7 separate regions of the Mus musculus genome follow, and all the other regions are linked to region 7. The links are chromatin contacts, called in public Hi-C, Micro-C and promoter capture Hi-C maps. All regions are on one chromosome and are shown on one strand. Each heading gives the region's core, a stretch centred on a gene start, on an enhancer-like site or on the middle of the called end of the contact. The rest is flanking DNA. Distances are from core to core; before and after follow the strand shown. Region 1 holds the start of Zc3h4 (zinc finger CCCH-type containing 4). Region 2 holds the start of Hif3a (hypoxia inducible factor 3, alpha subunit). Region 3 holds the start of Dact3 (dishevelled-binding antagonist of beta-catenin 3). Region 4 holds the start of Calm3 (calmodulin 3). Region 5 holds the start of Ccdc9 (coiled-coil domain containing 9). Region 6 holds the start of Kptn (kaptin). Region 7 holds the start of Trim28 (tripartite motif-containing 28).

Region 1 (3,992 bases), core at 1,154-3,653, 3.4 Mb before region 7:
AAAGTACTTCAGGGACCAAAAGTGGGCCAGGGGCACAATGGAACTTCAACGTGTTTTTGTCTTTTACAGAAGTTATGCTTGTAAAACACATCCGAAGGACAGTGTTAGGTCCCGCAAGCCACCGCAGCTGCTTTGGGTGGTGTTGAACTTGTATGTGTAGGGTGAGGGGACTGAGGGTGGAACATGTTCTCTCCAACATGACTGGGCGTGTGACACGTTTTACATCAACTTTTCGCGGTCAGGCATGTGCTTCGGAACAAAGAGCAGTGGACAGGAGAGATCAGGGCTTGACACAGTTTACACATACATTTGTGCTTAGACAGTACTTTACAAATGACTTGCTCGATTTAAATGTCTATCACCATAAGTAACATTTGAGTAAAAAATATGGAAAATGGGCCTGCTTGCAACGGTCTTTTCTGGGAGGGCGAGGGGATGTGACTTTAACTTGAATACAAGTACAAACCAAATTCTGTAAGCTTATCCCCTCCAGAGGGACTTGAGGGAGCCACTTTCAAATGAAGGCTGGAGACAAAGCAATGGATGAAAATAGAGGGACACCAAGGGTCTGAAAACATATTGGGCCTTTTCAATGGACTTTTGTCATGTTACAGTAACACTTTTTTTTTTTTGTAAGAAAACTGTGTACACCAAAAATTTTTAAATTAAACACTGAAAGGATGTGCAAGTCTAAAAGGGCTCAATAGGTTAGAATCCTGATTTGAACATAATAAATCCACTCTCAAGCATCACTTTGGTCTAAAGGCGAGGAGTAAGCAGGCAGGAAAGGGACTAAAAGAGGGAGATAATTGAATTACTCAATAAAAGAGGCTACTTACCATCCCAACCCATTGTAAGACATACACTTCTGACATAAGAGAACTCCTTAGAGGTCGGATAAAGCTTGCAAGCACCTTTGAGTAAAGCACCTGCCCCCGAGGGGACCAGGAAGCCCAACGTGGGCTTAGCGAACAGACCTCCGCTAATCTGTTTATTTCCTTGACTGCGAAGGGCTGCGATTCCCAGGACGATACATTTAATTAGAACAAAACAGGAAAAAAAAAATTGTAAAAAAAGCTCACCAAACTGCTGCACCTGTGTCTTTGAATGTGGGTGGCATTTCTTTTAAAAGGCAAAGGAGGGTCTGTGAAGGAGAAAGGGAGAACAGGAGGTGGGAGTGGGGAGAAAGGGCTGAGACCCATGGTCTGAAGGGGTCCTCTGCGGTTCCCTGACGGCTGCGAGCGAGGCTTCTGTCTAGCGCATTCTCCACCCTACCCCCACCCCCGCCTGCAAGACTAGCTTTTCTGCTCCCTGAAACCCACCTATTTTCAAACCTACTCACTCCAGCTCCCAGGAATCAGCAAACTATGTACCCCTTATCTTTCGGCTCCAGCAGGGCAAAAATGGCCCCAAACCTCTCATCCTCAAAACACGCAGGGCTGGTCCCATTATCACCCGCCAGAGAAGGGCGTGGGGAACCCATTTCGCACTAGAGGACAAGAGGCGCCACAGTTCACGTCCTGCCAAAGCACACGGGGGAGATCTTTGCTCCCAAGGGGGCGATTGCACCCTGTTTTGCCCCAAAGAGGGGGCGATGCCCGGAGAAAGCGGTGGCCAACTTCCTCTACTATCCAATGCAGGAAAAGCAACCTTCATACAACCCCCCCGCAAAAAAACAAAAACCTTAAAACTAAGGACCCTCCACCACTGACTGTCACCTACCTACAAAAAGAGAGGGACCCCCCAAAAAAAAAAAAAAAACCAATAGGGTTTCCAAAGAAGGTCAGGGGATTTAATCAAAAGAGCTGGAAATGCACCCGTTACCTGCCTGCCTTCTAGGGAGAAGCTAGAAAATACCTCCCGCCAAAAAATTAAAAGTGCACCAGAGCCCCCATCCTAAGGAGTCCTCCTTAGAACGAAAGAGCGAAGGCTGATCCAAACCCCCATTTTTCTGCCTCCGTTAGACTCGGGTACCTATCCAAAATGGACAGGGTATGCGTCCCCCAGGAGAAAGGATACTGTAGGGGATTGGGAAGACCCCCAACTCCGAACCCCTTAAGAGAGGAGCTGCAAGCTGGAGATGCCCCTAAAACAAGAGAATCCGGGGGCCCCTCCCCCAAAAGCCTTCCCCGAAGCCAGGCGACAGGCCGCTGACGGCCAGCTCCCGGAGCAGGGGCGGCCGAGGAGGCTGATGGGCCTCGGCAAGCCCACCCCCTTGGCGGCCCGTGCCCCGGGCGGGCGGACGGACCGACAGACCGGCGGGCGCGGGGGGTCCGGGGGGCGCCTCCTCACCTTCCCCTCAGCATGGCGCCCAAAAAAAGACAGAGCGAGAGCGAGGGAGAGCGGGCGAACGCCGCGAGGGGGGGCAACGCATGAGGCCGGGAGAGAAAGCGAAGCGAGAAAGAGCGAGCGAGCTAGAGACACCCACCGACCCCGCCCTTCCTCCTCCTCCTCCTCCTCCTCCGCGGCCCGGCCCAACATGGCGGCCGTCCCCTTCCTCCTCCTCCTCCCCCCCTCCCACGGGGGACGCTGCCCGGCCCAGGCCGGGGGGCCTGACCTGTCGTCAGGGAGCGGGAGGCGGTGGTGGAGGAGGTGCGGGGTGGCCGCGCGGCCGTCGGGGGAACACGGAGGAGGCGAAGGCGTTGATGGCGGCGGTGGCGATGGCGGCGGTGGCGACTCTGATGGCGGCGGCGGGGGGGTCCCGGGCACGGCCTCCATCGTTCCTTTGAGGGGGAGGGGATGTTAATGCACCAAAAAGGACTGCTTGGGCGTGGCGGGAGGGGCACACTTCAGCGCTCCGGGGCCTCCTGATGGGAACTGGGCATATAGATACATAGATCGATATCGAGTATTTTTTTTTTCGGTTTCGGAGTCACCTCTGAGCCGACTTCCACGTAGGCCGCGAGGCCTAGGCCCCGGCAAGGCCGCCCGCCGCCTGCTTTCTCCGCAGCCTGGCCCTGAGGTCACTCGCTCACGGGCACGGGACCCTCATCGGGACGAGAGGTCCCCTTCCGCCACACACGCACGCACACACACACGCGGCCCCCCAAGGCCTGAGACCCGGGGGACACGGACACTGGTGGGTGGTTGGGTGTAATTAGCGCGGGCCCGCGCGCGACGGAGCAAGCGAAGGGAAAGGGGGGGAGAGGAGAGCGAGCAGGGGGGATGGTTAAAAAAAAATCGGGGAGAAGAGGGATCGGGCTATGGAGATGGGCCGACTGTCTGCCCGCCCTAGATGCCCCAGCTGCCGGGCCCCCGCCGCGGTCAGGAATTCACACAAAATGGCGGCACAGCCGGGACAAGCACGGAGGCTGAAGCCGGAGGAAGGGCGTGGAGGGAGGGGGTAGCGGAGAGGCCGGAGGAGCGTCACGTGGAGAAGGGCAGAGCCAGCCCGCCCGAAAGTCGGCGAAAAGAGCCGAAGCGGAAGGGCGAGGCGGAGGAGAGGGCACGGAAAGAGCCGAACACAGCTGAGATTAACGAGACTCTGAAAAAAGCCGGAAAGAGCCGAGGGAAGATCTAGGTCACTGCAGCAACGCGGAGCGGATCAGAGACCCACCTAAAGGACCAAGGGTGGTCGTGGGGGCGGGGCTAGGGAAGGCCGGGAGAGCCGGAAATAGCCGAAGCGCTTCGGGATGGGAGAAGCCCCCCCCTGGGGGGGGGCGAGGCGAGAGTCCGGAAAGAGCCGAAGTCAGGGAAGGGATCCCGGGAGGAGGCGGAAGTAGCCGAAATACATTGAGCGGAGCGAATAGGAATTAGCGAATAAGCTGAACGGGTGGGGCTAGAAAGGCGATTAATTAACTCAAGGGTAAATGACTTTCAGGAACTCGCCCCCAAAGCAAGCGAGAAGAGCCGAAAATTGCTAGTTTGAAGGAAGGCGGGAAGAGCCCAAAGTTTTAGGTGGGAGAATAATGGGAGGGGAAAAAATTTAACCGAAAGCCGGAGACCGGTCCCAGGAGTCGGTCGTTCCCGAAGAGGGGCTGGAGAAGAGGCGG
Region 2 (4,093 bases), core at 423-2,922, 4.0 Mb before region 7:
GGGATATGTATGGTTCTGGTTGAGTTTGTCCCAAATTCAATCCTCTGTGCTATAAACACAATAAAACAATAAGAAATAAATAAACCCTCTCTCCTGACAGTTACAGCAAAGTCCTCAGAGTTAATCTTCACTATACTAGTTTGGTTCATATATCTTCCCAAAACTGGTAATCACTGTGGCCAAGGAAGTCCTACAGTGATTGGCTCTGTCTGGATTTTGCCTTCTTCCCTGGAGTTGCTGATAGCATGGATATAGTCAGATTTATTCAAATAAAATCAACTGAAACTAAATGGCATGGGAGCTGGGCATAATGGTACACACCTGTAATCCACTTGGAAGGTGAAGGCAGGAGGATAGAAGTTCAAGGCCAGCTCTTGCTGGCCAGTCTTGACGGGGTTACATGAGACCCCATCTGAAAATAAAATGGAGAAGAGGAGGAAGAAAGAGGAAGGAGAAAGAAGAGGAGAAGGAAGATGGAGAAGAGAAGGCAATGGGAGGAGACAGCTTACTATTTTCCTGAGTTGAGGTGGGGAGCCATGTGGATTTTTAGAGGAGAATTTTTTTAAGTTTTTTATTACATTTTACGTGTGGTGTGTGTATGTGTGTGTGTGTGTGTGTGTGTGTGTGTGTGTGCGCGCGTGCGCGCAGATAAATCAAAGACCTTGCCTTCCACGATGTGGGGGGAGGGGGGAGGGCCTGGGGATTGAACACTGGTCTTCAGGGTTGGCAGCAAGGGCCTTAAACCTGGAGCCAACCGTCTAGCCGAGAAGAGCACTCTAAAGAGAGTGCGCAGTTATGTGTGAAAGTCCTAAGATGGAGCTTGCCCAATAACTCAAAAACAATAAATCCATTTCTGCCGCAGTGTAGAGTGTACCCAAACCTGCATACGGAAGGAACACTGCTCCTTCACCCCTGTCCTTAGTGTCCACGCCCTCTCCAGCCTACACAGGAACTTCCTTCCTCTTCCTTACCCAGCTGTACCGTCTTCCACCTGTCCATGTCACTGCGCACGTATCTCTCATCGGTTCTCTGTTCCCTTTACAAGTGGGTGTGATGAAGCTAAAGCATATTTACTTGACAGAAGCTTAATTATTCATCCGCAGGAACCTGCACAGGGAGTTAAGAGAGGCCACGGGTCAGGATGGGGTGGAGACGGGTGGACAAGGAAGATTCTGGGAGGCGGGGTCCACAGTGGGGCCACACAGTGGAGGGACATGGGGTATGGCAAAGAAAGGGGTTATGAAATACAGGTGAAGTAGAGTTCGGGGTGGAGAGAAGTGGGGACTTGGTACGTCAAGAAAAGGACAGAGCGGGAGAAAGGAGAGGGGGTTGGGAAAGGTGGGAGTGAAGGCAGAGACTGCGACAGGAACTGGGACACAGAGAACAGTGAATCAGATGGTTCAGAAGTGTACATATGGAAGTTCAGAGACTGGAGGGAAATCACGCCCGGCGGGCTCCGGACTGCCAAGGAAGTCTGGGGCAGGGGCGTGGCTGGGGGTGTGCATTACATCGGATTCCCCAACCCCTTGAAGTTCCAAGTCTTCTCCTTTAGTCCCTCCTCCTTCTCGGGAGCAACAAGCCCACCTTCCAATCAGAGCCGCGGGCTGGGCAAAGACCAGCCAATGGAGTGGCAGAGGTGGAGCTGGGGAGGGGGCTCACACAGGCAGGGGAGGGGGACGCTGGGCATCGAGGGCTCTGGAACCGCGAAGGGCGAGCCATGGCGTTGGGGCTGCAGCGCGTGAGGTACAGGGCTTCGGGGATAGGATGGTGGGGTCTGGGGGCTCTCTTTGACGGAGCTTTAAGGGAACCCCTCATCTCTGGGGTGTGGCTCAAGTTGAGGACACTGTGAGGCGCCCGATTGGGGACACATCCCGATGCACCCTCCACCTTAGAGGTTTTCAGGGTATCAGGGATTTACCCCCAGAGCTCCAGCTGTCCCGCCCCCCTCCCCTGGAACTGCTTTGGGGTTATGAGCTGCAATTTCCAGATACATCGGGTTCAATCCTCCATCTGGCTGGGGGTGAAACTCCAAGTTCCTTATGGATTGGAGGTGGTCGCGTTTGAGCAAGGAAGACTTCTTCCAAAAAAGTCTTTTCCTCCAAATCCCTGAAAGGAGTCTTCCTTGGCAGTCTAGCTCTTGTGGTGTTAATAAGGGATCCCCAAACTGGAGTTTCTAGGGAGTCCCTGAAAGACACTATTTCTGAATTCCAGGAGAGAGGTTAATTTTACCATGCCCTTTCTAACAGTCTCCCAAGCTTCAAAATGCTCTAAAATGACATGGGGATAGGGAGGTCCTCATTAGAGGCTGTGTGGGACCTAACCAAGGTCTTTTTGCCTTTCAAAGAGTGGAATGATAGCTGGGGAAGGAGATTCATGCCTGTAAACCCAGCACTTGGAAAGCTATAGGAGATTGATGCTTTCAAAGCCAGCCTGGCCTACATGGCAAGTTCCAGACCAGCTTTGGTCTACATTTTCTTGTCTCAAAAAACAGCATTAAATAAGTAGGGTCGCTCCTTTTCAGTACCAACAGAACAAATCTGAGCCACTTCCTGCGATCTGGTTCTGTGTCAATTTCATCTGCCTGGACCCAGTCTGTAATTGAGGGAGGAGGGCCCCACCCAAACCCTATTTGAGAGACATCCTTCCGAAAGATGCCCTGGCTAATCAAGGGAAGGCAGCGCCCTCCTGTGGCTGGACACAGCTGGGGTTATCCTAGGAAGAAGCGGGTTCTGTGTTCACCTTGCAACAGGTGCAGAGGCTTTGGGACCATAGCCAGTGGAGCCCATTTCGCCAGGTTGCCACGGGAGACCCCAGAAAAATTTCCTAGACTCTTGGTATTCCCTGTCTAAATTGGGGCATCCCTCAAGCCTCACCCCTGTCCCTCCTCCCTGGCTTCCGAGATCTGATTGGTTTTTCTCTACACCCAGTTTTTACCCCCTACCTCAACCCACCCAGGCTCGCCCTTTTTCTGGCCCTGTCTGGCCCATCTATTCCAACTTCTGGCCCTGAGCCCACCCGGGAACTCAGTCCCCACCCCTTCTAGGCCATCCCTGGTGCCGCTCGTGACAGCGCCCCTTTATGGTTGTGTGAGGGCCCTCTCCTAACTTAACTAGGGTGTCATCGCTCCCCCCCCCCCACTCCTCCTCCCGTTAGCACCCAAGGCCAGCCCTTTCCTGTGGTGTCATCCCACGCGGCCGCACATCCAACTTGCACCCGCCTCACAGCTGAGCTCCGGGCCCCTCCTGCACCCCCAGGATGACAGTTGGCATCAGAGGGGGCTTGGGTGAGGGTGAGTGGTTACCTCTGGCGCCGTGTGCCCCTTTCTTTCTTCTAGCTTCCGTCTCCAAGCCATCTTACTCTTTGTGGGGAGTATTCATAGGAGATCAAGAATGAGCACACTGCCCTGAATACCCACCTGAGAGCAGGGTTTCCGGGAAAAACAGGACAGATGGCTAGACACCCCACCGAATGACATGAGAACAAGTTGGATCAAGGTCAGAGAGACTCCCCACTGACCCCTACCTTAAGTCCTTTCTCCAACCCAAACCTTGTCCCCTGGCCTCTCAGGTCACCTCCAAGCAATATCAAAGGGGTCAGATGTAAAGCTAAGCCCCCAGTGCACCTCAAACCCTCTACAGTTTTGGCAAGCCCCTCCACCCCCCAGTACCCAGCTAAGAGTCAGAGAGAAGCTCAGAATGTGAAAATTCTTAATGTCTTAATTCCCTGAGCTGTTCGGGGTGAGAAAGAGATGGGGTCTTTTCTCTCTTGGCTAAGACACCACTGGGCCCCAAGTCCCCCTTCCCAGGCCTCACCCTGGGCCCCTAGGCCCCACCCTCTGTTCTCAGTTAGAACACGGAGTGAAGGTGGCAAGGTTCCAGGCGCACGTCCCAGGCTGGGCACACTGCCAAGGGGTTGGCCCAGAGCTGGGCCAGCTAGGGAGATCCGCAGCGGTGCTGGGACAGGAGGAAAGGACTTAAGGCCACCAGGCAGAAAGGAACAGACAGGAGTCCCTGGGGTGGTGGGCACACCTTCTTGAAGAATAACATTTTAGAACACAGGCTCTAAAGTCAGGGTTCAAACCCCCAAGCTTCCA
Region 3 (4,109 bases), core at 256-2,755, 3.9 Mb before region 7:
TGGCCTCAGCCCCTTTCCCCATTTCCCATCTGGGGAGGGGGCAGCCGAGGTCAGCAACAGCCAGATCCCCGTCTCCACCCCCACAGCCTCGGCTCAGGTTTCCCTAAACGGGAAGCTCTGACCACACACATGTACACACATAGAGGCTTAGGTACCGGGATGGGATGGGCCAGGGGAGTGGGCTGGGGGAAGGGAAGAGAGATGGAGACAGACATTAGGCAGAAAAACATTGAGGCCTAGAGACAGACCACGACCCCATTTCTAATCTCCTCTGTTTTTGGAAGCTTTACAGGTCTTGGAAGACCATAGAGACAGAGACTGTGTTAAGGAAATGAAACAGAGATGCTGGGGTATGGAAAGGTTGGAGCAACAACCGGAAAGGGTCTCCAGACTCAAGGAGTGATGTAGGGAGGGAGAAAGAGCTGGAGCCTTTTCAATTTGAAAGTCATCATTAGAGTTCCTCGGCGAATCATACTCTCTCTCCCCTCACTCCCTAGCTATCTTCACCTGGCCTCCCCGTGTTACTGAGCCATGGGACCAAGTAGAAGAAAGAAGTGTCATTGGGTTGATCAAAATGCCCCCGGGGGTCCTCAGGGACTGTTCGGGGGTTTCTCAGCAGCCGGTCTCTCTCTCCAGAGGCCTGAAGATTCCCCTTCCCCCACCCCGCCCCCTCCAGGGATCTCCAAGCACCCCGAGACTTAAGGAAAGATGAAGATGGATTCCGGGTAGCGGGGCCCAGAGGGAGGTTATGTTTGAATGCCGGCTGTGTGACCTTGGGTGAGTCTCTTCCTGTCTCTAAGCCTCAGTTTTTTTCTCTGTAAAATGGGGACTTTCAAACCCTCATGAAATAGGAAATCTGTAAGAAGACGAATGTTTGGTTTAACACACACTAGGCATCCAGGACGGTTAACAGGGTCCATGCTGAGTCCAACGGAGGCCGTGCATCCTCCCTATCAGCTCTATTTGGGGGTAGGAAAAGCCAGGTCTCCAGTCTTATCTCTTTCCCCCTGCCTGCTCCCCTACCCTAGGACCGGTGTGCTGAGCATACACTACCAAGACAGACAGACGGACACAGGAGCAGGGAGGTGGGGGAACGAATGGGGGAGGGAGGAATGCATGGATGGACGCACGGACAGGCGACCCCTCACCAGCTGCTCCTCCAGGGCTGCTGCGGCCCTGCGCGCCGCTGCCGCATCCTCGTCCTCCTCGGCGTCCTCCTCGTCCTCAGCCTCGGCGCCCCCCATCCCGGGCTGGGCCAGCCGCAGCGCCTGCTGCACGCGGTACTCCTGCCTCTCTCGGAGCCAATGCAACTCGCAGAGCCCGGCCAGGCTGCCTTCCAACCATCCCCGCAGCCGACCCCGCTCCGGGCTCACCGGGAACGAGAAGGCCCGGATCATGGCTGCGGCCCCCCGCCCCAGCCCGGCCGGGCCCCACGGCCGCCCCTCTCGCCGGTCCCACCTCCCCGCCCCAGCAGCCCGCCCGCCCGCTGGCCGGGCTGTCACCGTCTCATCTGCATAGGCGCCCGCCCATTGGGCCGCCCACCCGCGCCTCATCTACATGACCACGCCCCTGAAGGCACGACAACGACCTACTATTGGTTGTTGCCTTCCGTGACGCAGGGCTCCGCCCCGCCCCATTTTTCCTTAACAACGCATGCCCAGGACTACCTACGGGGGTATCAGACTCGCCACGCCCCTTTGTGCGGCGATCCTGGGGCTGTGGCCACGCCTTCTTTATAATCACAATGAAGCAAGCCCGCCCTTGCTCCAATTTCATTGGTGCCAGTCGCTTGGTTCTGGAGCTGGTTCCGCCCCCTTGCGGGCGAGCGCTGGCTGCCATTGGGCTCTCCAGGTCCAGGGAAGGGTGGTCTATAAATAGAGACTGGATCCACGTGACAGCTCCGCAGCTGCTCTTGCCGCCCCTCCCAAACTTTCAGCTTCTGAGTCTGCGCAGAAGGATCATCAGTGATGATTGAATCCGGATCACGCCTCCTCTTCCAGGCAGCTTTCCCAGACCCTCAGAAGTAAAGCGGATTGAACATCTTACGGTTTGATTATGCTTTTAAGCAGGACCTGTTCAAACCGGCTCTGTAATTCCATCATAGGGGAGGCTGAACCAGGAGGAGAATTGAGAGTTCAAGGCCAGCCTAAACTACATAGTGAATTTCAAGCTAGTTTGGATTACACAGCGAGTTTCTGTCTCATCAAAACAGCACATTTACGGAATTACAAGACCCTGGGTGAAATATTCTATGCTTTGACCAGAAGAGAATCTGAGGTCTTTTTTGTCTTCCAGGTGCGGTGGAGCTGAGTTCCACCAGTCTGAGCTCGCAGGGGCCTTTGTTCACGGTTCTAAGAGGCTTTGTTCTCAGTCTTCTGAGATGCTCTGTTCTCAACGTTCTGAAGTTCTAAATCTGAGCCTGCCTGCTTTCGAAGGCTGCATTCTGCCTCTTCTCACTGGGCAAGCCGGGCTAGCGCCCCCTCACGCGGCCAGCATGTGTCACTACACCCGGTGTGTCGGCAACGTTTGTGAAATAGCCCATTTCTCAGACGGACCTTTGACTCCTTAAAAGCTCAGATCTGGAAGGGAGGATGGGGCCGTAGAATCGCGGTGAGTTCGAGGCCAATCTGGGCTAACTATGACAGCCTGTCATTGAAAGAAAAATATAGTGTGAAACTGTCTTTTATAATGTTTTATGATCATCTGGCAATAACCAACTTTGATGTGGTGAGTCTATGCCACTTTAAGGCAGAGTAACACTAGGAAACGTATTTGGTCTCTCTGTGCTCTTCATCTACATCTAAAAAAAAGTTATTCTGAACGTTTAACAGCATAATTATGTTTTGTTTTGCTTTTTGAGGGTTTCACTAAGTAACCCTGGCTGAACTGTAACTATGTAGACCAGACTGGCTTGTTACTTTCAGACCACCTCTGGGTTGTATCTGACTCCCCCTACTCCAGTGCTCGTATTAAAGGAGTGGGTCACCACGTATAACCCTGTTATTTTTTATTATTTTTTTTTTGGAGTAACAGCTTCTACCACTCATAAAGAACTGAGTCTTGGGCATGGTGAGTCATATCTGTAATCCCAGCACTGGAGAAATGGCTCCGTGATTTAAGAGTGCTGTTGCTCTTCCAGAAGACCTGGGTTCGGTTTCTGGCACACAGAGAGAAAAAGAGGCTCACAGTCCTCTTTAACTCCAGCATCAGAGGATCCACTGTCCTCTTCTGGTCTCCTCAGGCAACTGCACTCTGTGCGTGAGTGCACACATACACCACACACTGAAATATTTAGTCTTGCTGGGCAGTGGTGGCGCACACCTTTACTCTCACAGCACTTGGGAGGCAGAAGTAGGCAGATTTCTGAGTTTGAAGCCAGCCTGGTCTACAGAGTGAGTTTCAGGACAGCCAGGGCTACACAGAGAAACCCTGTCTCAAAAATTTTTTTAAAATTTTTTTTTCATGGTGCCAAGAGTGGTGGCTCAGGTCTGCCACTCTCGTGCTCTAAGTGATTAGGCAGGAAGATCTGCAGGTCCAGACTAGCCTGGGCTACATGGCAAGACCAAACAAAAGACTGGAGATGAGGCGCAATAGTTGAGGCTTTGTCTAGAATCCTACTAGTTTCAGCCCCCAGTACATGAACAGTCATGGCAAATGAAGCCTCAGTTTACTCTCAGCTGTTGGAGGGTTGAGGGCTAAAAGTTGCGGTGACCAAGCAACTGGAGAACTGGGCAGGGATCCAGAGTTAGAAAGGACAGCATGATGGCAGGAACCCTCAGGAGACAAATGTAGGTGGGTAGTGAGTGCTAGGCTAGCCTGGTCTAGTGAGCTCCAGGACAGCCAGAGCTAGGTAGAGAGACTTGGTCTCTAAACAAATTAAAATAAAAAAAAAAATCCTTTCCCCACAGCCTCAGGGCCAAGAAGGAAAAGCTGGAAGCTTCGATGCTCTGATCCCCTAGCCACACCTGCCCATGCTCTCAGACTGCCCCAGGCTGCCCTATTTCCATCCCTTCCCTGCCTACTCAGGACTGTCTCCAGGACTCATCTGTATGTCCATGCAATGGTAGCAGGGCCCGAGGTGTCATGGTCACCACCGCATACCCCGAATC
Region 4 (4,073 bases), core at 1,157-3,656, 3.9 Mb before region 7:
TTCCTTGAGAAAAATGCCTCTTTGAAATCCAGCTGTAAGGCATTTTCTCAATTAGTGATCAAGGGTGGAGGGCCCATTGTGGGTGGTGCCATCTCTGGGCTGGTAGTCTTGGGTTCTATAAGAGAGCAGGCTGAGCAAGCCAGGGGAAGCAAGCCAGTAAAGAACATCCCTCCATGGCTTCTGCATCAGCTCCTGCTTCCTGACCTGCTTGAGTTCCAGTCCTGACTTCCTTTGGTGATGAACAGCAGTATGGAAGTGTAAGCCGAATAAACCCTTTCCTCCCCAACTTGCTTCTTGGTCATGACGTTTGTGCAGGAATAGAAACCCTGACTAAGACAGACCCTTTCTTCCCCCAAGCTGGTTTTAGAAATGGCCTCTATTACAGAAATAGAAACCAAACTAAGATACCCTGACTCAAAAAAAGAGAGAACACATTTTAATGTCATTAAGTCTGTGGTTCTCAACTTTCCTAATGCTGCAAAAACCCCATACAAGTACTGGGGACTCCAAATCATAAAATTATTTCATTGTGGGCTGGAGATACTGTTCTGAGATTAAGAGCACTGACTGCTCTTCTGGAGGTCCTGAGTTCAATTCCCAGCACCCACATGGTGGCTCACAACCATCTGTAATGGGATCTGGTGCCTTCTTCTGGCCTGCAGGCATACATGCAGACAGAGCACTGTGTGTAATAAATAAATAAAAATCTTTTAAAAAATTGTTTGATTACTAGTTCAAACCTGTAATTTTGCTACTGTTATGAGTCATTATGTAAATATCTGATATGCAAGATATCTGATATGCAAGCCACAAGGGGGTCAAGACCTACAGGTTGTAAATCTCAGTTTACAGGTTGCAGACATTTAAACCAATGTCAACAAGATCCTCCCTCCTCTCTGCCTCTGCTCTATCAGTTTTATTTCCTTCTGCACTAGACACATTTTCTTTCCTGAGAGCAGATTTAAGAGATGTCCACAGGCGGCATTTACAGAAAGACTATATTCTCCCAGTCTCTCCCTCCCCACCAAAAAAAAAAAAAAAAAGTTTTCTGACCCTAGAAGTTCTCTCTCTCTCTCTCTCCCCCCACCCCCCTTCTCTGTCAGTTCTTGCCCTGGAGTGTCGATGCATGCCTTTGATTCTGAAGGCCAACCAGGGCTCAGGGCTACACAGTCTCAATAAATAAATAAATAAATAAATAAATAAATAAATAAAGGAAGGAAGAAAATGCCAACTCCCATCCTATACGAGGGCTCTGTACAGTAATGTACAGTATATACACTATGGTATACAATACAGTTGTCTCAGGTGCCCTTAGCAACAGTTCTTTTTCTTTCTGTGCCTGGAATCCCTAGAATAAGAAGTGAGTCACACTGTCTAGGTGACAAGAGAATGGTTGAGAAGTGTGATGTCACCAGCACAGCCCGGCACCAGATCTGTGCAGACAGCAGTGCCCAATTCATGTTTAATTGGCTGAATGAGTGAATGAATGAATGAATGAATGAAAACATTCTGCATCCAGAGATTGTTCTGGGTACAGATCCTGAGATCAAGAGTCAAGTCCAGATCCCCACATGTTGCTTTTGTGCGTGTTTTAGATTTGTGTTTGTTTGTTTGTTTGAACTTATTTATACAGCGCGCATGTGGAAGTCCGAGGACAATTCTTTGTGGAAGTCTGTTCTCCAAACCACCACGTGAGTTCCGGTGATCGAACTCACAGTTTCTAGCTTGCCTGCAAGCGCCTTCACCCACTCAGCCATCCCAGCAAATTGTACGCGTAGAGGGTGGAACCTTCAGGAGACCAGCGGAACCTTGAAGAGCCAACCACTGTGAAGAGCCGGTTCAGGCCAGGCTCCTAGACCCCACGATTTTGGATTAAACCATCTTGTATCTGCTCAAAGGGAGAGAGAAGAAAGTCCTTCTGCTTCTTCCCCCAACCCATTTTTATTTCCGAGCCATAGAGACAACGTATTTGCTTCTCCAACATCCACCCTGTTTCCGTCTTAGCCCCTCTATTCCTCGCGGCTCCACAGAGCCACACAGGTCGTGCTGCCCCCCGCACACCGCGCGGTGGCTCGCCCCAGTTTGACGCATTGCAGGGAAGGCCGGACCAATCGGAGTTGCGTTCTCATTTCCGCCACGAGGCGGGTCCAATAGCGGCGTGGCTCACACAGAGACGTGTCACTCTCCGTAAACCGGTGCCCTTCCGCCAGAGAGGAAAGCGGAGCGGATGCAAGGGGCCGAGAGCGCCGAGAGCGAAAGTAGTCCCCGCGGTGGGGAACGCGCGTGCGCGTGCCCGTGCGGCAGCAGATTCGCTGGGCTCTGTGGAAGGGGCGAGCCGCACGAGCCTGACGCGAAGGGATCCGTAGGAAGCCGCAGTGCAGCGGGAGCGCGCGAGCCGTCTGGGGCGGGGCCGGGCGAGGCGGGGCGCGCGCGGCGGCCGTTGAGGGACCGTTGGGGCGGGCGGCGGCGGCGGTGGCGCGCGCTGCGGGCAAAGAGTGTGGAGGCGCGGACGCGCGGCGGAGCTCGAGCTGCTGCAGCTGCTGCCGCCGCCAGAGTAACCTCGATCCCCGAGCTCCGGATACCGGTGCCTCGCCATGGTGAGTGAGGCGGCTGAAGTCGGGTGGAGACCCCCCCATCCCGGAGATGGCGAGCGAACCCTGGGAGGGAGAGGCCGGGCCCCTCGGGACCTCCCATGCGGCCCTTGGGACTTCTAGAAGCGGTTTTAGCAGCAGATGGAATTGGTAGGACCCCCAAACAGACAGTCTGAGGCTTCAAATGAGGAGCTCCAGGACATCCCCACCCCCGCCACCTCCCAGGCAGCATTCGGATCCCTCTCCGGGCGATTGGTTTTAGAATCACATCTACCCGGTCCCCGGGAGGAGGAAATAGGAAACGCCGGCGATGAAGGCTTTGGGTCCTGGAGGAATGCAGGAGGCTGCTCCTAGAGGGGTGGCTGTGGGTAGCGGAGAGGGGGACCGGTCGGTTCCTAGGGAGTGTTCTGCAGAGAGGATAGATGGGGATCCTGGGTCACTTGTGCACTGTAGACCCCGGTGGGGGAGGGGTCTCCAAGGACAAGCATTGCCAAGAGGAGGAGGAAGAGGAGAAGGGTCAGGTGCAGGCTGAGGTAAGGAGGAGCCCGAGGTGGGTGGCAGCAGAGGCTAGAAGATGCTCTTGGAGCCTGTGAGGACCCAGAAGGGGACTGAGGAGAGTTGGGGGTCGCAGAAATGTTTTTAAAGGAGTGGGGATGTGATCACGGGTAGTGTGGGGAACCAGGGAGCCTTGTGGAGAACTTGGTTGGGGGTAGCTAGGAAGGATTCTGAGGTCTAGGTTGTTGCACTAGAAAGAGAGGTTGGGGTTTGTAAGGCGTGTTTTGTTTGGGTCAGAGAAAAAACGGGGTTTCCAAGGTGAGGGCTAGGGAAGGACTTGAGTTTGGGTGGTGGGGGTGAGGTTGGACAGCCTTCTAGAGAAGTGTAGGAGACAATGAATGGTGGCTGAGGTAGGACTAGGTTTAGAGGTGGGTGTCTCCGGGGAAAGGTCCCGACACAAAGGCTGATGACTCGGGCTTGGTCATGGGCTGCAGCAGAGGACCTGAAGGAGTAGCTGTGTGCTCCCTTTGCCTTGGCAAGAATGGGGCTGGGCCAGGCTGAAGGCACTGAGGCAGTGGGAGCAGGTGGGCGGAGTTGTTCAGGGCCCTATTGCGCACTGAAGCTGCATGATACAGGACTGGGGTCAAAGTTTGGGGTGCATCAAATGATGGCTAAGCCAGGAAGCTTGGCCCCCTCATTGTCCCTTCCAGGCTAGGAGGGCTGCCTTTCTCCTCCAGCTTCATGCACCTGCTTCTCCTCACTGTGCCAAATGACAGCGCAATACAGTACCGTTTGGGTCAGTGACAGATGCCCAGTTCCATCCCTCAGGGCGGGGGCTGCAGTGCTTGTCCAGAGAAGACCTCCAAGGACCCTCTCGTTGACTCAAGGGCCACTTGTTCTTTCCAGGCCTCTTCCCCAGCGCCCAAAGCTAAAGCTTCTAGAAGCAAAATAGATTACTTCTCCTCTGGTCCTGCCACCCACAACACC
Region 5 (4,281 bases), core at 746-3,245, 3.3 Mb before region 7:
AGACAGGCAGAGTTGCCCCTGTTGAATTTCAGTGAAGTATTGTTGGCAATTCCTGCTAACAGAAATAACTCTAACACCCATGAGACAGGTTGGACATATTGTGGCCATTTGTCAGATGGGATATCTTACAGCAGCTTAAGGTGGTCAGTTTGGTGGGCAGAGCTGCTCAGACCTGTAATCCTACCCTAGCACTGAAGAGGCTGAAGCAGGAGAGTCAGGAGTTTGGGGCCAACTGAGATATTGTCTTAGTCAACATTTTATTGCTGAGATGCAACACGTGACCAGAAAGCAAGTTGGGAGTAAAGGGTTTATTTGGTTGGTTTTCATATCAAAATCCATCATTGGAGAAAGTCAGGATAGGAACTTAATCAGAGTAGGAACCCAGTGTGTTTGCTCTCCAGACAAACACCAAAAAGCTACAACCTGGGGGCAGCAGTTAATGCAGAGGTCATGAAGGAGTGGTACTTACTGGTTTGCTTCCCAACAGCTGTCTCAGCCTGCTTTCCTATAGAACCCAGGACCATCAGTTCAGAGATCAGGCACCACTCACAATGGGCTAGGCCCTCCCCCATCAATCACTAATTATGAAAATGCCCTACAGCTGGATCAATCCCCAGCAACCACATGGTGACTTACATGGCAGCATTTTCACAACTGAGGCTCCTACCTCTCTGATGACTCTAACTTGTGTTAAGGACAACAAACCAAGCCAGTACAGATATTTTTTTTTTAAAAAAGTAATAATTAAAGTGCCAGCACATTGCTCAACAGGTAGAAGAGGTTGTGCACCTGACAGTCCAGGGGTCAAACTGAGGTCATAATTGGCCCAGTGTCTTTACTCTCTCAGCCATGTCACCCTGCTTTTTCTCTCCCTCCCTCCCTCCCTCCCTCCCTCTCTCTCTCTCTCTCTCTCTCTCTCTCTCTCTCTATCTATCTATCTATCATGCTGTTTTTGACCCCGAGGCAATCCTCCTGCCTCAGTCTCCCAAGTGCTGTAATTAGAGGCATGACACCCAGCTTTGTATAGTTGATTTTTTAATATGAATTTATTGTACTTTTATTGTTTTGCCAGTTGATAAAATAGACATATCTGATAAGTTATTTTTAATTATTATAAATACAAAAAAAGGCATGCTTTAAATAACTTGGAAGATTCTACTAGCTCCTTTTTGTTGCTTCTTCAAATCAGAAAGAACATTGCTTTTGTAGTGGACGTATTTTGCCACGACGCCCAGCTTTGTAGTTGACTTTTTTCCTTTTTTTTTTTTTTTTTTTTTTCAAGACAGGGTTTCTCTGTGTAGTCCTGGCTGTCCTGGAACTCACTCTGTAGACCAGGCTGGCCTCGAACTCAGAAATCCGCCTGCCTCTGCCTCCCAAGTGCTGGGATCAAAGGCTTGTGCCACCACGCCTGGATAATGTTGATTTAAAAAAAAAAAAAATATATATATATATATATATTTTAAAGACTTCATGTGAGTGCACTGTCACTGTCTTCAGACAGACCAGAAGAGGGAATTGGATTCCATTACAGATCGTTGTGAGTCACCATGTGGTTGCTGGGGATTGAACTCTGGAGGAGCAGACAGTGTTCTTAACTACTGAGCAATCTCTCCAGCCCCTATATAGTTGATTAAATTTTTTTTTCTATTTTTATGAATTGGTTACAGTTTCTATAATTAAGGTTTCATTTGCAAGAAGAGGTAATGAAACCAGTTTAGGTTTTCTGGGGTCCCTGTAAAATGTCTGATTTCTACTTAGTAAAATCGGAAATCAGTAAGCCAAAAAAGGAGCCCAGAGATTTAGGGCTACATGTCTGTGGGTTCAAGTCCCACCTCGTGCCCCCAGTCCAATCCCTGAAATCAGAAAGAAGAAACAGGCTTCTGCTACCTTCTGCAGAGCCTGAGCGGGTGCGGACCCTTTAAGGCACCCGGAAATGGGATGTCAAGACCGGAAGTGCCCTACTTATTTCCTCTCTTCACGTGGTGCGGGCCGGAAGTGACGAGTGAGGCCCGGGAGCTGTGGACGCGAAGGCGGACGAAGCCGGAGTCGCAGACACCGCGGGGTCTCCGGGACAGGTGACCGGGGGAGGGGGCCGGGAGCGCGCCCGGAGAGGGCGGGGCCTGGTCGCCCACGTGAGGGGAGCGTGAACGCGCGCGGACTGGGAGGCGAGCCGCCGGCGGGGGCGGGGTCAGGGTACTCTGCGGGGGGCGGGAACCCGACGCCCACATGTGTCGCTTGAGGGGTGCTGAGGTTGGGCGGTGAACACGTGGGCAGAGCCAGACGCGCGGGTGCTGGCAGGCCCGAAGCCCTGGCGGCTGCCAGAGTGGGGCGGGGCTTGCAACGCTGTGTCGGTCTGGGGGCGGGGCCAGAGTTTTGCCTGGAGGACTAGGGGCCCGGCTCGGGACGTTGGGCGGAGACGCTGGGGGCGGGATCAAAGAGTGTAGGATGGGGATAAGAGGCGGAGTCTGGGCGTTAGCACGGTGGAAACTGGGGGCGGGGCTAAAGTGTTGGGGCGTGTAAGGGGTGGAGTTTGGTCGGTAGGCGGGTGAACCTGGGGGAGTGGTCAAAAATGGTGGGCGGAGTAAGATGGGGGCGGGGCTAGAGTATTGCTTGGGGCCTTACAAGTTAGTCTTTGCTGTAGGGAGTGCCACAGGGCGTGGTCATGAGGGCCAGGGGTGGAGCTAAGGGGGGGTGGATGTGTTTGGGGCGGGGCCAAAGTTTGGAGGGGAGTGGGGAAAGGGGCAGGGTTTGGGCTTTGAGTGAAGAGGTGATGACTGAGTTGCGGTGTTGTGCTGGGTTTGGTCAAGATGCTGGGGGTGTAGCCGGAATGTTGTCCTCAGTGTTTTAGGTATTGATTGCTGCACTAGGGCGTGGTTACATTATTTATTGCATGGGACTAGTGTTTGGGGCGGAGACTTCCTGGGCTAGGCAGGAAAGTTTTTTGGTTCTGGTGCTGGGTCCTGATTCTTGCCCAGAAGCTAGGGGAGGGTCCAGGGGCTGGCTGAGACTGGGTGGAGGTGGAGCTACGATGTCAGGGATTTTGCGGGTGGGGCTAGGGTGCTGGTGGAGAATGGCGAATGGCGGGGATAGAGTTAGGAAGTTTTTACTGAGCTGGGGAGCGGGGCCAAACACAGGCAGGGAAGTAGGGAACTCAGAGGCGGGGTCAGAATGTTTCCCAGTCTGTTGGGGGGCGGGCCAGTTAAATTGGAGGTGGCGCCAGAGTGTGAATTTTTGGTGGGCGGGGCCAGAAGTCTGGAGGGAAAGGAGGGGCTTGAAGTTTCACCCTAGGTAGGGGTGGGACCACAGACGTTTTTGCAGGTCAGGGATGCGGTTGCTGCTGGCAGTTTTCTCTTGTAAGCCTCTGTAGAAGTTCTGTCATCTGCCTTGAGTATCACTATGAAGGTCAAGTCTGGTCCAGGAAGGCCCCTGCGGTGGATCCTGGGCCTGCTTGCTGAATCTTTTCCGCCTTGGTAGGATGAGTGCCTTTTTAGGATGCTGGGGGCTGGGGAGTCATGGACTAAAGTCCGTGTTGGGCAGACAGAGTTGGAACCGTTTTTCATTATGATTTTTGTTTGTTTGTTTTGTTTTTCGAGCCTTGGCTGTCCTGGAACTCACTCTGTAGACCAGGCTGGCCTCAAACTCAGAAATCCGCCTGCCTCTTGTCTCCCAAGTGCTGGGATTAAAGGCGTGCGCCACCACTGTCCGGCTTTCATTATGATTTATTTATTTTGTGCATGTGTGCGGGATCACATGGAGGTCGGAGGACAACTGGTGGGAATCATTTCTCTCCTCCTTTGTGGGTCCTGGGGATTGAACTCAGGTCTCCAGGCTTGCAGCAAGCACCTTTACTCCAGGAGATCCCTCTGGCCCTCTAGAAGTAACTTTTGCAGGTTGGAAGGAAAGATTGTAGCTGACCTATTGAGATCCAGATCCTGGCTAAAATTGTCATAGGAAATGGAGCCTGGACTGACGCCTTTGGAGGAATTAGTATGAGTTACAGGGGTGGGTCAGAATTTTCCCAAGGTGGGTCTGACTAATTGCATGGGTGGATCTAGAACTGAAGGGCGGGGTTTGTGTTTAGAGAGGCGAGGCTAGTACTTGAGAATTCCCTTGATGAAGTACAAGTGCATTTTCCTGTGAGTCTGTGTTTTTGGAACCCTCAATAAAGGAGAAGAGACAGCATTTCAGAATGCTGTTGATCTTAACATACTGTTCTCTCTGCTTGCAGGAGCTTCCAGTGCTACATGTATTTTCTGTGAGGGAGATTACAGCCAATGATGG
Region 6 (4,164 bases), core at 817-3,316, 3.1 Mb before region 7:
GACCAACTGTCTGACCCTCAGAACCTAAGATTTACTAACTGACAAAAAATGCAAAACAAAACAAAACAACAATGTTGCTAATCTCTGGTATCAGTGTTGTTATGAAGACTCGCAAATGAACCCACTTTCTTCTTTTTTTTTTTTTTTTTCGAGACAGGGTTTCTCTTTATAGCCCTGGCTGTCCTGGAACTCACTTTGTAGACCAGGCTGGCCTCAAACTCAGAAATCCACCTGCCTCCCAAGTGCTGGGATTAAAGGTGTGTGCCACCACGCCCGGCTTATGAACCCACTTTCTTTGGGATTTTAAATTGTGAAGATTCTAGATGGTCTGTATTCTACCTCCTTACAGGTCCCTGTACAGAATCTCAGGAGCTGCTGGGTTTGATAGAACCCCCCCCCAACTTTTTTTTTTTTTTTGGAGACAGCTCTCATATAACCCAGGCTAGCCTTAAACTCATGCAGCCAAAGATGACCTTGAGCCAAATTCTTATCCTCCTGCTTCTGTCTCCTGAGCGTTGACATTAGAGGTATGCACCACTGGTATGTGTGCTCTGGATGGGACCCAGAGCTCTGTGTGCCAGGCAAGTATTCTACTGCCTGAATGTATCCTCAGCATTCAATTGCATCTTTTAAATCTGGGAATCTCAGGGCTTCTCGGGCTACAGAACAATTCCAGGCCTGGGAAGTAGAGATCTAGAATTTTGGAAGTTGAGTTCCCAGTGCTCAATTAACCCACTGGAATGATCTACCTGAGGGGCGACAATGTAACCATCTTGGCTGCATTCACTCTGAAAAGCACCACGAGAACCAGACTGGTGATGGCAGGTGTGTGGATTCCAGTCTGCTAAAGCTCAGTGAAACCCCACTTCCCGGCTATACTTCCCATCACCTTTTGGGCCCCTAACACTACCTGTTTCCAATCCTTAGTAGAGGAAAAGCCTTTTGTTTTCCAGATAGGGCAAAAGCCTCTGAGTGCAAGGAAAGGGTAGGAGAGCATGGGTGCCCAGGGTCACTCACTCTGCGTGGCACAGCTGGAAAGGTGTGAACTGGAGTTCCAAATTCAGGCAGCTCTCTGCAGAAGGACACAAGTTAAGCCCAGCAGCCCCTGGCAGCCCCAGCTACGCTCTCCCCTAAGCCCCACTCACCTGCAATAGAGTCCAGGTTGTACTCTGAGCCAGGCTCATAGTCACAGTAAATGTTAAGAAACGGACTGCCCTTGTCTCCTGAGTCCTGGGGGTGGAAACTTCTCTCAGGGGAGGTAGGGGAGGTGACAGGCATTTGGAGTAGATTCAGAGCACTTGAGAGAGACTTGGTGGGATCCACAGTGACTAAGGAGGAGGGCGTGGACAGGTGGAGGGTGCTGTGGTACCTTTATAAAAGTGATGCCCACAACCAGGCCCCGTTTTGGGGGTGACTTGTTGAAAGTGTCGATGGAGACGATCTCAGCATCCACTATGAGGGGAGTTCAAAGTTCACTGATTAGGCAGGTCTCCACTCTTGCAGCCTAACCACACTAACTTCATACCACAGCAGATGCAGGCGTCTGACCGCTATCATCATGACCTCTGAACACCGACTACTATGCTGTTGATAACTTATGTTTGCGGAATCCTGAACCCTAACTACTTTCAGGCCATGATGACCACTGTCTCGAACCCTAATGATTATCAGTTTTGACCCTGACCTCGCAACACAGTGACAATCTTAGAATCCTCAACACCAGACTCTAGTCCCGCCCCAGGCACCACAGCGCCACGCACCGGGAATGTAGTTGAATTGCAGCTCTTTAGCCACAGGCCGGATTTTCTGTCGGAGGTCTTGATAGCGGAAGCCGAGCACCTTGCCTTTAAGAGTGGCGGCCAGCAACTCCCCTCGCCCGTCCGCGCCTCCAGCAAGCCCGTACACGTTGCTTTGCGACGAGAAGCGCGTGAAGCTGTCCTCCAGCAGTGGACAAGGTCCCTCTGCCACGGCCGCCTCCCCCATCCTGGCCCTCCGCGATCGGTCCCAGATGGCCTGATGCTCCCCAACCTGTCAGGAAACCTCCACTAGCGCATACTGATGACGTCAAGAAGCTGCGGTTACTGCCCTCTACAAATATGGCGCTTGGTTCCTTGACTGGGCGGCCCAGACAAAATTGCCCTTCTGCAACTGAGTGTTCTGTCCTTGCCCATTTCGGAGCTATGGAGAGGGCCTTCCAGGATTTGAGATGGGGGAATGGAGGCGTCTCTGGGCCTCTCTGAAAGCAGTGTGTAAAGGAGAATAAGTATCACCCTGAACTGTGGGTGGGCACACACTCCTGTGAGTACAGCACTTGGGAAGTGGAGGCAGTCGCAGCAGTTTCAACCCTTCTACAAAGTTAGAGGCTAAGCTTAAGTAATAAGTAGTTTTCAGGCCCGTCGGTCTGCAGGAGACACTCCCAGCCCCCAACTTCTGTCTCTCTCTACACACACATGCACTCCTATAAATACACTCATTCTCCAACAAAAACTATCTGAACAACAAAACAATTATAAAACCTAATTACTACCCTTTTGGATAAGCACATTCGATCTGCCAATTTATTTAAACTCATAAGCAAGCTGAAGTGGAGGCACATATCTAAACTTTTTACTTTTAGAGACAGGATCTTACTCCATAGCCTTGGCTGAACCAATAATTTACAAATCAGGCTGGCAACAAACTTGTGACAATCCTCTTACCTCTGTATGCCACGTGCCAAGAACACAGGCGTGCCCTTCTAAAGTAGGTATTCTTAATATTTTTAAAACACTTATGTGTATGTTTCTGTATGGGCACATGTACCATGGCATGTGATCAGAGAACAACTCTGGGAGTCAGTTCCCTTCACCTTCTGGGTCTCAGCAATTGAACTGCTTAGGCATGGTAGCAAGCACCAGTATCTGCTGAGCCATCTTGCTGGCCCTAAGGTACTCTTGAATCTATTATATAGGCCAACTGAGTTAAGTAAATTCTTTAAGCAATATTATCTTTAAAACAGTAAAGTGTATTCTTGTACCAGGGAAAAGATCAGTTAACCTGTCCATCCTGATGGCAGAAGAGACTACCTGCTTTAGTGAACATTCATAGTGACAGTCTGCAGGACCCATGGCTACCTTGTCCACTCACACTGCTCCTGGTGCCATCACACCCTTTAGAGAGTCCCTCACAAACTTCTCACCAGAACTATGCAAAGAGCTTTACAAAGTTTGAGCCCGACGCTGAGGGAGAGCAGGATCTGGACTGAGGTTTCTGTGATGGAGGGCTTACCAGCCAGGTGCTATGAGGCCTTTCAGGGGGTCTGGATCTGCCACTTCAATCAACTCCAGCACCTGGGATGCATAGCCTCAGACACAAAGCAGGCTCCGTAGATATGCCAAAACCCTGCCGACTCTAGGCCAGATAGATGGCATAGGTGATAAGGATGCTTGCTATGCAAGCCTCACAGCAACCCAAGCCCAACCTGTGGAATCCATGGAAAAAGTCAGAGGAAGTGGTGCCTATCTGTAGTCCTAGTACTCCTTTGGAGAGATGGAGCTGGAAGCTCATGGGCCAGTTAACTTGAAGTACTAAGTACATTAGTAGAAAGAAGTCCCTGCCTTAACCCCACACACCTTTAATTCCAGTACACTGGAGGCGAGCCTAGTCTACAGCCAAAGCTACACGGTGTGTCCCTGTCTCAAGCAATACACACAAGACTCTGCTTCAATAAGGAGTTAAGGAGGACTGACAATGTCCTCGGACATTCTGGGCCATGGTGTATGAGCATAGACATACTTAGAAGCCTCCAACCATGTGGCAGGCCATCAGCCAGTATGTTGTTAGCACTGAGAACTTCCCCTGGGCAGTCTTTAGACATAGTGTGGCGAGGAGCTGAGCATTCCAGATTCCTGGGCAGTGAGCACAGTACCCCTGTGGACATCTAGCAGTGCTTCATGAACCATCCAGAATGAATGAGATGTGCAGGTTGGCATGGCCTCTCGTTTTTATTATTTGTGTATGTAATAGATGTATCTTGTGCATACCCATATACACAGGAAGACAGTTATCTGGTCATATTCTGTCACTCTTATTCCTTTGAGACAGGGTCCTTTTGTTGAAGCTGCTGCCAGGCTTCTGGCCACCAGGCTCTAGCAGTAGTCACTGCCCCACCTTGCAGACTCACGT
Region 7 (4,090 bases), core at 1,209-3,708:
GGCCAGCCTGCTCTACAGAGTGAGTTCCAGGACAGCTAAGAGTTGCCCTGGAGGGGTTGGGAGAGTCCAAGGCCAGCCTAAGCAGCGCCACCAAAATAGAAAGTAATAGACTAACAAATCAGTCCCCTTCCTACCCAATGCTAATCCAATCAAGGCTGTATTAACCAAGCCCAAACTATGGACCACTAAAAGAGCAGTCCTGCATCTCTCATCTATCCTGTAAGTGCAGCTCTCTTCTCATCCCTCCTGATTCCTCACACCCGCCTCAGCAACTACCTTCCACTATCTTAACAAATGTCCTTAGCTGGGCAGTGGTGGCTCACACCTTTAATCCCAGCACTTGGGAGGCAGAGGCAGGCAGATACCAGAGTTCAACGCCAGCCTGGTCTACAGAGTGAGTTCCAGGACAGCCAGGGCTACAGAGAAACCCTGTCTCGACACCCTCCCCCCCCCCAAAAAAAAAGAGAGAGAGAGAAGAAAAAAAACTCTCCTGACTTTTTCTTTGGTCTAAAGCCAGGTGCCAGAGAACCACCAACTGCAAAGATGGAAGTCACTTCGTTCTAGCCTTTACTAGCTGCTTATGCTAAGTGACCCACTACCAGGACCTACACCCCTCCATGAGACTTCCTAGTACCAATGGTAGCAGATGCCCTACACACCCTCTGCCTGAGGCCTTTCCCTTTCCACCTAAACCTCCAAAGTCTGCTCCTGAAACCCAAGCATTTCTGAGTTCTGTGTCAGGTTCCTGAAAATCCTCTTTGTTCTATCCATCAAGTATGCATTTTAGTCAACCAAGACAGAGGCAGTTCCAACAGCCTACAAATCCAACATACCTGTGGAGCGCACAGTGTGGTCCTTGGTGTATTTCACCCGCTGGTGAGCCTCCACACAGGTCTCACAAAGTGGTTCAGAGCACTCCACACAATAGCTAGTGGCTGGGGCATTATCTTCACAGCTAGTGCAGCACTGTGAGTGATAGAAAGGTGGGGGGTTAGAACAGGCAGACCTAACCCAGCAGACCTGTATTTACTTGCCAGTAAACACAAGCTAAAATTCATACAATGCACTCAAATCTGTGCCGCCCTCCCAGACACTGAGACCGCATAAGGATACAATCCAAACTAGTGAAGATGGTGAGAGGCTCTGGAAAAGGTCACGCTTCCCTCTTCCCCAAGATTTCCCACAGGACATACCTGGTTAGCATCCTGGGAATCAGAAGAGGCCTTACTGCCACTATCACGCATAAAATAATTCTCCACGATGTCTTTGGAGTAGCACTGCTGTTTGCACACTGGACAATCCACCACTGCCAAGATAAAAATGGGAATGCATGCACACCCTCTGATTTCTTGACATCTCCCATCACATTCTGCACCTCGGTGTCCAGACCTGGTAACGGGCATTGGCAGAGGCCAGGACCCGTTCCCCGCCCCCTCTTAAACCAGCAGGCCTACTTAACCCTACCCGGGCCCCCATACTCTCGCACAGGCGCAGTCCCGAGCACGGGCTGCGAGGAGGGGGAGGGGCACCTGGCCACCCAGTACTCACTAGCGCCGTCGCCCGCCGAGCCGCCATCCCCCGAATTATTCGCTGCGGCGGGTGTAGCGGGGCCCAGGCAGGCACTGCAGGCCGAATGTAGACAGGGCAGCAGCCGAGGATCCCGCTCGGGCCGCAGGCGCTCGCGACACACGCCGCAGTGCTCCAGAAGCTCCTGCGCCTCGCCACCGCCCCCCGCAGGGGACGACGCGGCTGCAGAGGCCGCCGCGGCTGAGGAAGCAGCCGGACGCTTCTCACCGCCCGCCGAGCCCTCGCCCGACCCTGGGCTACCAGAGGCCGCCGAGGCGGCCGTCGCGGCCGAGGCCGCTGCAGTCGCTGCCGCCGAGGCCGCCATTCACACGCCGCCGGGGGGGTGGGGGGGCCGCCCAGGGGAGGAGGGGCACGGAGCCCGCTGCGCAGGCGCAAGTGCGCTCGCCGCCAACGGCCAGGCAGCCGCCGATGCCGCGAGGCCGAGCGCCGCCACGCGTCTCCTGGGCCGACGCCCGCCGCGCCCCAGGCGCTGTCGAGATGCGGCCAAGCCGCTGGCTGCGGGCCTCTGTACAGACGACGGCGCCGCCACCAGCGCCGCCTCCTCCCTCGCTTCTGAGACACTCGCGCCGCAAGACTTGCGAACAACCGCCTGACCGCGCGCCGCTCGCAGAAAGAGCCGCGGCCTGGAGGCGGGACAGAAATATCTGGCGCCGACGACGCCGCGCACGCGCGTTGGGCACCGCAGCCTGGGGGCGGGGCGCAGATTACGCACGCGCCAGGGCCCTCCCTTCCACTCGCTGCCGCCCCTCTAGATCCAGAGTAGCAATGCTGCTGGTGAGGAATTCACCCGCAGAGTGCGTGCTTGACGTCTCCCATGCCCACCGCACGGTGCACCCAGGCTGGCAACCCGCGTGCTTGAGCGCGCAGGTCCTGCAGAGCCGAACCTTAGGCCCCGCCTCCTCAGCAGGCGTGGCGACGTCTGCAGCGGCAGCCTGGCCTATAGTCGGGGAAGAGGGGCGGGACAATACAGGGTGGGCGGGGCCACGGCAGAGCAAAGCGCCGGAGCCCAGGTGGAGGGGGTGAGGGGGTCTTTGCCAGGAAGTTCCCGCCGAACGTGGAGGCGGTCTTAACCCAAACTTTCTTATTGTTAAACTCGGGAAGCAGAAAGTTGTCCAAGTCAAACCGCAGATCACAGAGAGATACTGCGAAGCCATTCTGTAAAACTCTGCCCAGTCCTTCGAAAGCCCCTTCTGTGTTAGTCCTCTGCTATACTGATTTTAGTGTGATTTCTTTTTTCTTTTTTTTTGTGTGTGTGTTAGGAGAACTGAACATTTAACGCTAAGGAATTAAAGTTGGATCTGATTGATAAATCTTATCTGAGGGAGAAATAAGACCTGGGGAGGAATCTTGACTGAGGAGCTGGACCTAGGTTGAAGAATCTGATCTAAGGTAGAGGATAGCAGGATCAAGTGCGGCTAAGCGTTTCATCTCAGAAGCAGGATCAATGTGAAAAGGCAACCTGTCCCCCTTCCCAAACACTGCCGTGCTGAGAGTGGATGCCTCTGCAGCCTTGCAGTGCACTGGCAATCCGTTCGCCAGTCTGGATCTGGGCTACAGTGAGTTGTTGCCCGCAAGCAGTTCCAAGGCTCTCAACGGCAAGAGGCTACCCCTTCCGCGCGGAACCAGGTGTTCACCCACGTGGCAGCGGAGAGACGAGGAGTATCCCGCCACTGTCCCGGGTGTGGCCTTTGTTCCCAATCAGGCTGGGGGCCCAAGGCTTTGCCCCGCCCCAGCCTTTGTTCCTTCCTCGGCAGTTCAGCGCTCACCCTTCGGCGGGCCACGCCCCCACCAGACCCAGCCTCTGGACTCTCACTTCCTACCTCAAGAAAGGAGGGTATGATCTGGAAGCTGGCAAAGCAAGCACGGGGTTGGGGGGCGGGGGGAGTGCGGGCTCCCCGTAGAAATATTTGCGGAGTATTTTCACGGACTGCTGGGACTGGACTCACCAGGATAGGGTGCCTGTGAACCACGCCTACCTCAACCCCGGGAGCAGACTTTAGGGTACCAGAGACACAAGGGCAAAGTAAATAAGTGATGGGGCCTGGGAATTTGAATGGGTGGCAGACCGCTTGCTTGCCTAGGCTGTACGAAGCTGTATCCCCACCACACCAGAACCACGGCAAGGGGTGGGAAAGAGCGGTGATGGAGGCCTGTGAGACGGCTCAGGAACACTTGCCACCAAGCCTGACCACATGAGTTTAATCACCAAGACCCCAAAGTACAAGGAAAGAACCAACTCCCTCAGATTGTCCTGACTTCATGCTCAGTCTGAGGCACGTGTGCGCATTCACTACACATGCGATTTAATTTTTTGTTGTTTTTGTTTTGTTTTCAAGGCAGTTTCTTTGTGTAACATCCGTGGCTGTCCGGGAATTCGTTCTGTAGCGTTCTGTAGACTCAGCTAGCCAACTCACAGAGATTCACCTGCCTCTGCCTCCTGAGGGCTGGATTAAATGCTCACACCACCATGCCTGGTGAATTTTTTAAAAATAAAATAATAATT

Evidence for each region. Promoter capture Hi-C pulls out the DNA fragments that hold promoters and counts their contacts. A called contact is a pair of places that touch in the nucleus more often than the background predicts.
Region 1: a promoter capture Hi-C map of cranial neural crest shows a contact between it and region 7. The contact joins the promoter of Zc3h4 here to the promoter of Trim28 in region 7. A contact is called at or near these places in 2 of 39 promoter capture datasets (cranial neural crest and second pharyngeal arch cranial neural crest) and 1 of 9 other capture datasets (pancreatic islet).
Region 2: a contact with region 7 is called in a promoter capture Hi-C map of cranial neural crest. The contact joins the promoter of Hif3a here to the promoter of Trim28 in region 7. A contact is called at or near these places in 3 of 39 promoter capture datasets (cranial neural crest, frontonasal cranial neural crest and maxillary cranial neural crest) and 1 of 484 Hi-C or Micro-C datasets (B cells).
Region 3: a promoter capture Hi-C map of cranial neural crest shows a contact between it and region 7. The contact joins the promoter of Dact3 here to the promoter of Trim28 in region 7. A contact is called at or near these places in 2 of 39 promoter capture datasets (cranial neural crest and frontonasal cranial neural crest) and 1 of 484 Hi-C or Micro-C datasets (B cells).
Region 4: a contact with region 7 is called in a Hi-C map of B cells, with 5 read pairs. The contact joins the promoter of Calm3 here to the promoter of Trim28 in region 7. A contact is called at or near these places in 1 of 39 promoter capture datasets (frontonasal cranial neural crest) and 1 of 484 Hi-C or Micro-C datasets (B cells).
Region 5: a contact with region 7 is called in a Micro-C map of embryonic stem cells, with 3 times the contacts expected there. The contact joins the promoter of Ccdc9 here to the promoter of Trim28 in region 7.
Region 6: a promoter capture Hi-C map of cranial neural crest shows a contact between it and region 7. The contact joins the promoter of Kptn here to the promoter of Trim28 in region 7. A contact is called at or near these places in 2 of 39 promoter capture datasets (the HPC-7 cell line and cranial neural crest).

What each region holds. Positions count from the first base shown.
Region 1 is chr7:16,399,607-16,403,598 of GRCm38.p6, reverse strand. Zc3h4 (zinc finger CCCH-type containing 4) reads right to left here and starts at 2,403. Exons shown (of 14, transcript NM_198631.2): 1 at 2,293-2,403. The coding sequence starts at 2,306.
Region 2 is chr7:17,060,006-17,064,098 of GRCm38.p6, reverse strand. Hif3a (hypoxia inducible factor 3, alpha subunit) reads left to right here and starts at 1,672. Exons shown (of 15, transcript NM_001162950.1): 1 at 1,672-1,743. The coding sequence starts at 1,718.
Region 3 is chr7:16,872,713-16,876,821 of GRCm38.p6, reverse strand. Dact3 (dishevelled-binding antagonist of beta-catenin 3) reads right to left here and starts at 1,505. Exons shown (of 4, transcript NM_001081655.1): 1 at 1,149-1,505. The coding sequence starts at 1,397. It overlaps 9330104G04Rik (RIKEN cDNA 9330104G04 gene), which reads left to right and starts at 1,936. Exons shown (of 2, transcript NR_152128.1): 1 at 1,936-2,610; 2 at 3,909-4,109.
Region 4 is chr7:16,922,365-16,926,437 of GRCm38.p6, reverse strand. Calm3 (calmodulin 3) reads left to right here and starts at 2,406. Exons shown (of 6, transcript NM_007590.3): 1 at 2,406-2,597. The coding sequence starts at 2,595. Gm45972 (predicted gene, 45972) reads right to left here. Exons shown (of 3, transcript NR_165470.1): 2 at 3,876-4,023; 3 at 1,920-2,998.
Region 5 is chr7:16,284,494-16,288,774 of GRCm38.p6, reverse strand. Ccdc9 (coiled-coil domain containing 9) reads left to right here and starts at 1,995. Exons shown (of 14, transcript NM_001382411.1): 1 at 1,995-2,075; 2 at 4,229-4,280. The coding sequence starts at 4,275.
Region 6 is chr7:16,117,778-16,121,941 of GRCm38.p6, reverse strand. It overlaps Kptn (kaptin), which reads right to left and starts at 2,066. Exons shown (of 12, transcript NM_133727.2): 1 at 1,761-2,066; 2 at 1,370-1,452; 3 at 1,146-1,230; 4 at 1,018-1,072. The coding sequence starts at 1,983. It overlaps Napa (N-ethylmaleimide sensitive fusion protein attachment protein alpha), which reads right to left. Exons shown (of 11, transcript NM_025898.4): 11 at 3,960-4,164.
Region 7 is chr7:13,022,520-13,026,609 of GRCm38.p6, reverse strand. Trim28 (tripartite motif-containing 28) reads right to left here and starts at 2,458. Exons shown (of 17, transcript NM_011588.3): 1 at 1,549-2,458; 2 at 1,194-1,306; 3 at 834-966. The coding sequence starts at 1,891. It overlaps Gm31649, which reads left to right and starts at 2,021. Exons shown (of 1, transcript XM_006540453.4): 1 at 2,021-2,902. The coding sequence starts at 2,065. The coding sequence ends at 2,610.